Regions from separate parts of the Triticum aestivum genome. Here region 2 is linked to region 1. Evidence: chromatin contacts called from public Hi-C data. All regions are on one chromosome and are shown on one strand. Each heading gives the region's core, a stretch centred on a gene start, on an enhancer-like site or on the middle of the called end of the contact. The rest is flanking DNA. Distances are from core to core; before and after follow the strand shown.

The links. Hi-C and Micro-C count contacts between places; a contact is called where the count stands out from the background.
Region 2: a contact with region 1 is called in a Hi-C map of leaf, with 2.9 times the contacts expected there. The contact joins the promoter of LOC123093315 here to the promoter of LOC123093311 in region 1. A contact is called at or near these places in 3 of 5 Hi-C or Micro-C datasets (all in leaf).

Annotation. Positions count from the first base shown.
Region 1 is chr4B:569,243,551-569,246,466 of IWGSC CS RefSeq v2.1, reverse strand. LOC123093311 (glycerol-3-phosphate dehydrogenase [NAD(+)], chloroplastic) reads left to right here and starts at 1,449. Exons shown (of 9, transcript XM_044515239.1): 1 at 1,449-1,825; 2 at 1,912-2,052; 3 at 2,243-2,348; 4 at 2,428-2,629; 5 at 2,805-2,892. The coding sequence starts at 1,461. LOC123093312 (a long non-coding RNA gene) reads right to left here and starts at 530. Exons shown (of 2, transcript XR_006445239.1): 1 at 1-530.
Region 2 is chr4B:569,834,364-569,837,279 of IWGSC CS RefSeq v2.1, reverse strand. LOC123093315 (probable serine/threonine-protein kinase PBL3) reads left to right here and starts at 1,500. Exons shown (of 6, transcript XM_044515241.1): 1 at 1,500-2,209. The coding sequence starts at 2,149.

The DNA.
Region 1 (2,916 bases), core at 200-2,699:
AACAATTGCATAATTTTTTATTCAATAATGTATGTCTGATTAGGAAGCTATAGAAATGTAAGTTACTATCATGGAACCACGTAAGCGATTTTGGTACAAATTTTGAAGTTCACTAACAGTGAAGCAACAAACAATAGCTATGCCAACGCATAAATAGATGGACCTTTATCAGAGAACAAATAGGTATAGTGTTTCTTAATATTTTGTTTTTTAATTGTTGCTTCAAATTGGGATTGAATTGTATTTTTTTTGGAAACTAATAATAATAATATAGTTTCATGCTTTGTCGATTTAAAAAATGATAGCTTGTGTGAATCGTACATTTCTTTGATGGGTAATAGACTATATTTCTCATATAATGGTCATATCATTTATAAGGAGACGAGAAGCAAAGTCTGGGATCGAATCTTCCAACAATTAGAAGATCGGCTACTAAAAAAATGGCTAGAGAATCAGCAACTTGGTTTGCTTCGCGGAAGCAATGCTTAAAGCATATTTTGGTGAAGTCCATCGCAAATTGCTTACACTTCATAATTACTGCCACATCCAGATCCAAATAGTCATCCATCAATTGTACCGATTCTACCACAAACATGCAGCCCAACTCAATTTCCACGCTTTTGCTATCAATTTTTTCTGCAAGAAACATGCCATTTTTTTAGCAGTTAGGCCCATGATACCTTATTTAGGTGGAAAGAAACTAAATAAAAATCAACTCAATAAAAAATAAATAGATTTCAAAAGGCAAGTGTTATATTTGAGAGATGTGCGTTGCACGTGCACGCTTACTAGTGTTGCAAAAATAAGAGCTTGAATATTGATTGTAAATAATCCAAGAAACATGACCAGTATAGGGATTACTAAGGAGACTAACGAAATAAGTATAACAACAACTAACTCATCTGCCAATATATTTCCAAAAAATCGAAAGCTAGGCGATAATGGTTTTGTGAAATATTCTAAGATGTTAATTGGTAAAAGGACTGGAGTTGGTTTAATATACTCCCTCCGTCCGGAAATACCTGTCCCAAGAATGGATGTATCTAGATGTACTTTAGTTCCAAATACATTCATTTATATCTATTTTCAGGACAAGTAACCTGTGGTTGAGTTGGGTGGACAGTGGTATCTTCAACCCACCAGGGTTCAAATCCTAGTGCTCGCATTATTTTTAAATTTATTTCAGGATTTCCGGCGATGCGCTTTCAGTGGGAGGAGACGTTCCTGTCGACGACGAGGCGCCTACGGTGACTTCGTAAATTTCAAGATGATATGCCGGCTCAATCTCTCGAAGGTGCTCATAGGGGTAGGGTGTGCGTGCGTGCGTTCATAGGGGTGAGTGTATGCGCATGTATATGAACGCTTGTGTCTGTACTGATGCTAAAAAAAAGACAAGTATTTGGAGGGAGTATTTAAATACGCAAAAGCTGGTCGAGATGCATGCGTGCGGGCGTTTTGAGATGAAGCAGAGCGACAAACGAGAAACCGAGAAAGGGGCGGGAACGGATAAGATAGCAAAATGCTGTACCTCCCATTCTTCCATTTTCCCCCTTTGCTGCTCGCTCTCATGGCCACCGCCGCCTTCCTTCCCCCCGCCCCAATCTTTCGCCCTCGCACCCCCACCGCTCGCCACCGTGGCTTACCCATCTGCGCCGCCGCCTCCGACGCGCCGCCGCCAGATGCCGAGACGGACGAGGGAGAGGCCCCACGCGGCGGCCGGAAGGACCGCCGCCGCGTGGTGCGGATCGCGTGGGAGAAGCTCGTCCGGTGGTCTCGCTCCTGGCGCAGCCGCAACCGCAGCGACGTCCTCGAGACCACGCGCAAGGTGACGGAAAGACTCTTGTTTGCTTCAACCCATGGCGCCGCAAACTTATTTGTGGGATGGGATCTGATCGTCGGAGGAAACTGCAGGTGGTGGTCCTCGGAGGGGGCTCGTTCGGAACGGCGATGGCGGCGCAGGTGGCAGCCAAGAAGCCCGACCTTGAGGTGGCCATGCTGCTCCGGGATGACCTCGTCTGCCGCTCCATCAACGACCGCCATGTCAACTCGTGGGTAACCTCGTTGCTTTCCTTACTATCTGCCTAACACTAACTCACCAAGAGGGTCTGTTTTAGTCGTGTTTTCTCGATGATTGTTATGATGAGGCTAGTTTCGTAAGGAGAATATTGCAAACCATTCGATTGATTGATGCACACAGCCATCCAAACTTTGTATGTAACATGCTGCTTTCACTCCACTGCAGCAAATACTTGTCAGAATACAGCTTGCCAGAAAATATTGTTGCAACAACTAGTGCTAGTGAAGCTTTAGCAGGAGCTAATTTCTGCTTCCACGCTGTCCCTGTTCAGGTATTAACAGTTCTTTATGAAGCACTGTGGTTTCCAGGAGGGTTTCTTCTTTTTTGGAGTCTGATATTTTTCCTGGCAGTTCAGTTCATCCTTTCTTGAGAGTATTTCAACATATGTTGATCCAAAGTTGCCATTCATATCACTTAGCAAAGGGCTGGAACTTAACACCCTTCGGACAATGTCTCAAATCATTCCTCTTGCACTGGGAAATCCTCGCCAACCATTTATTGTTCTGTCAGGACCTTCTTTTGCAGTAGAACTGATGGAGAAACTACCAACAGGTTAGTTAAGATCATTTCTCCTATTGTTAAGTTTTATGTCATATTCTCTTGTGCTTTCCTGTGACACTAAGTTGTCTGGTTCATGTTGCTATGTTGAAGAATTTTTGGCTTTCCAAGCACTTTCTGGAATCTGTTTGTAAATACAGCTATACAGTTATCCAACTTAATATTGCAGCTATGGTGGTGGCATCCAAAGACAGAAAGCTGGCAAGTGCTGTTCAACAGCTCTTAGCATCTTCAAATTTGAGGATAAGCACATCAAGGTAGTTATAACTAATACTTCACCT
Region 2 (2,916 bases), core at 251-2,750, 590 kb before region 1:
TGGTATCCCGTGGCTAACTCTTTACTCACAATACCTGGTTAGGCGATGTTGGACATTGTAATACCCAGTGGACCCAGAGTTTATCTCTCCATCACCAGAGGGGCAAATTCCAGTCTTGACATATCACCTTTACAATTACCAAGTTACGTAATAACATATTATGACCCCGAATCAACCATCCGGTATCTGGGTCTATGATATAAGGACGCAAGTAAACGTCAAGATCTCGCAGTATTTCATAAGTGGGCATATCCAACAACATTGTTATTATAACAATGTGCTCTCATTATTATCGGCATCCTTGTTACATTAACAATGTTCATGCTCAGGAAATTAAGACCATCAACACTACATGAGCTAGTCCAGAGGCCTGACTAGGGATATGTTTGGACTTTATTATTTCACATATGCAATTGAGTTTTCCTACAAATCCCATATTCAGGAACCAATGTAATTCTAGCATAGAAAATAAACTTGATCGCGAACATGAAAAAAAATAACAACTTTATTATTGCCTCTAGAGCATATTTCTATAAGTCACCACCACCGGAAGGCTGAAGCGAAGGGCGACATAGACTTACCACAAGCCCAAGACAGGAAAAACTAAGACTCACACAGGTAGATATGGGCATCCCCTCGTTCTCCCACTGACAGAGCCAACTGAGGAGGAGAAGGGCGGCGATCAATCAGCAGAGGAGATACGACAGCTAAGAAAATAGGTAAGGCGGCGCAGAGAAAGAATGACTAGGTGCATGATTATGCTTAAATGGTACACGTTGGGGAAGTCACTTCTAGGAGTTTGGTAATGCAAAAGAATTACACTAGCAAGAGCACTTAGAAAAAAGAACTGACACTATAAAGATGATACAAATGACTACATTGCAAAAAAATTAAAAAAAATAAGCGCATCGCATTAAAATCGATATGTGAGGCGGAAAACCAATGGAGATCGATGCGGTATATGATCCACCGGCCACGTGACTAGGGTTTCTTTTGAGTGGCCCGTGTGCGACTCGGGATTAGGTGTAAGCGATAGAAATAATGGTTTTGCTATTTGATTTGAATATCCTAATTTCATTTATTCGGTGGGGCTGAAACAATTATCATTGAAAAAAAACAGTTTTATAAAGAAAAAAGATTCAATACTTTTGGCTTTAATGGGCTAAATGGAGTACAATAGGAATTGCATATAAATAGAATAATTATTAATGCTTGGGTTCTTCCAATTATGTGTAGCAACTGGAATCGCATACTTTTGGCTTTAAGGAAGAAGTAGCAATCAACAACGAATTCATGGCAAAGCATATTGACTGGTCTACCATTCTGTTTTTGCTTAAAGCCCCCTGTACAATCTCAGAGTTCACTTCCACCACCATCCAAGCGTACATCCAGACGGGTCTTCTCTGCACAGGGGCTAAAGATGGAACACTCAAACATATCGAGGTCCTGCACGCAAAGTTGCCGCCACCAACGTGTAGAAGAGAGAGACAGGGGCGGAAGATCCCACCACCCGCCGCTCTCATTCGCAGCTCCGTTCCCACCTGAGCCCAGCCGGTCGGTGGCTGCCGGCAGCAACCTGCTGCTACTTCCGTTGCTCCTCCTCCCTCCCCTCCCACTCCCTCTCAGCCCCAGCTCGAGCGAGAGAGCATCTCCCTCCCGAGCGACCGCGTCCGCCTCCCTCCCCTGCCCCCCGTGCGGTTCTTGGTGACGGCGCGGCGGCTTGGCTGGCCGGCCTCGCCTCCAGTTGACCCGACTGACTCTCCCCCATTCGGTCAGCCCGGAGGAGGAGGAGGAGGCGGAGGGGATTTGCTTGACTTTTTGAAGCTTCTCGCTCGTTTCTCTCCTAGCGTTGCGGCTGCCGGCCAACGGCCTCGCGGATTTTTCTCCAGTCTCACCCCCTCCTTCAAGTGGCGGCGGAGATCAGCTGGATCCAAAAGCCTCGCCAGAAACCGGCTGGGACTCTAGGGTTGGCTGCTCAGCTCAGTTGTCTTCGGCGGCTGCTCCTCCTGATCCCTCCCGTTGCCGCTGGCCAGCTCTCTCTGGCTTTGCTGACTTGACCCGGGACGGGGGAAAGAGGAGCAGAGTTCGCCTGTGGATCTTCGGGAAAGGAAGCTCATTCATCCTGTCAGCTGGGAGGTAGAGGAAGAGATGGGGAACTGCATGAAGTCCACGGCCCGGGTGGATCACAGCATGAACACTAGTGCCGCCTGTGAGTGCCTCTCTTACTACTTGCCCCTAATTATGTTTTGAACTCACTCTGTAAAGAGATATAAGAGCGTTTAGATCACAACTTTAGTGATCTATAAACGCTCTTATATTTCTTTACAGAGGGAGTAGTATGTATTTGTCAGTTTCTACTTACCTGCATCTTTTTTGTTCGATTGCTTTGGCTGTTTTGATTATTTGCAGTTCTTTGATTTGCTTTGTGTTGAATTGAGAGGCGTACCATATCTGGGGCAAATATGGATACCATGTTATGCATCTTACACTTCTATTTCAGTCACTAGTTTTTACCTACTTCGTTCCTCTGGTGCACCTTCGCCTCTATTTTTGGAGGAAATTGACTATTTATTATTAAGTTCGTCGGAGTTTGATTAAAACTACAAAGTTGATTTCTTCTTGACAAAAAATGTCTAGGGACTAGATTGTGAGAGATGATTAGTGCTAATGAAAAAGAAGAAGATCCCGCGTACACACGTCGTATACATGTACAAGTATAAGGATAGTGATCGGCCCATAACTATCTACATCGATCCACGCCTCCATCTATACCTAGCCGTCGCAACTCATCAGGCAGCGCGGCCGCCTCCTCAACCCTATGCGATGAATTCATCATCTGGTGCGCTAGCCGCTCACAATTCTTCGACGCTGTTTCTAATCTCTCCATGATCGGCCCATAACTATCTACATCGGTCC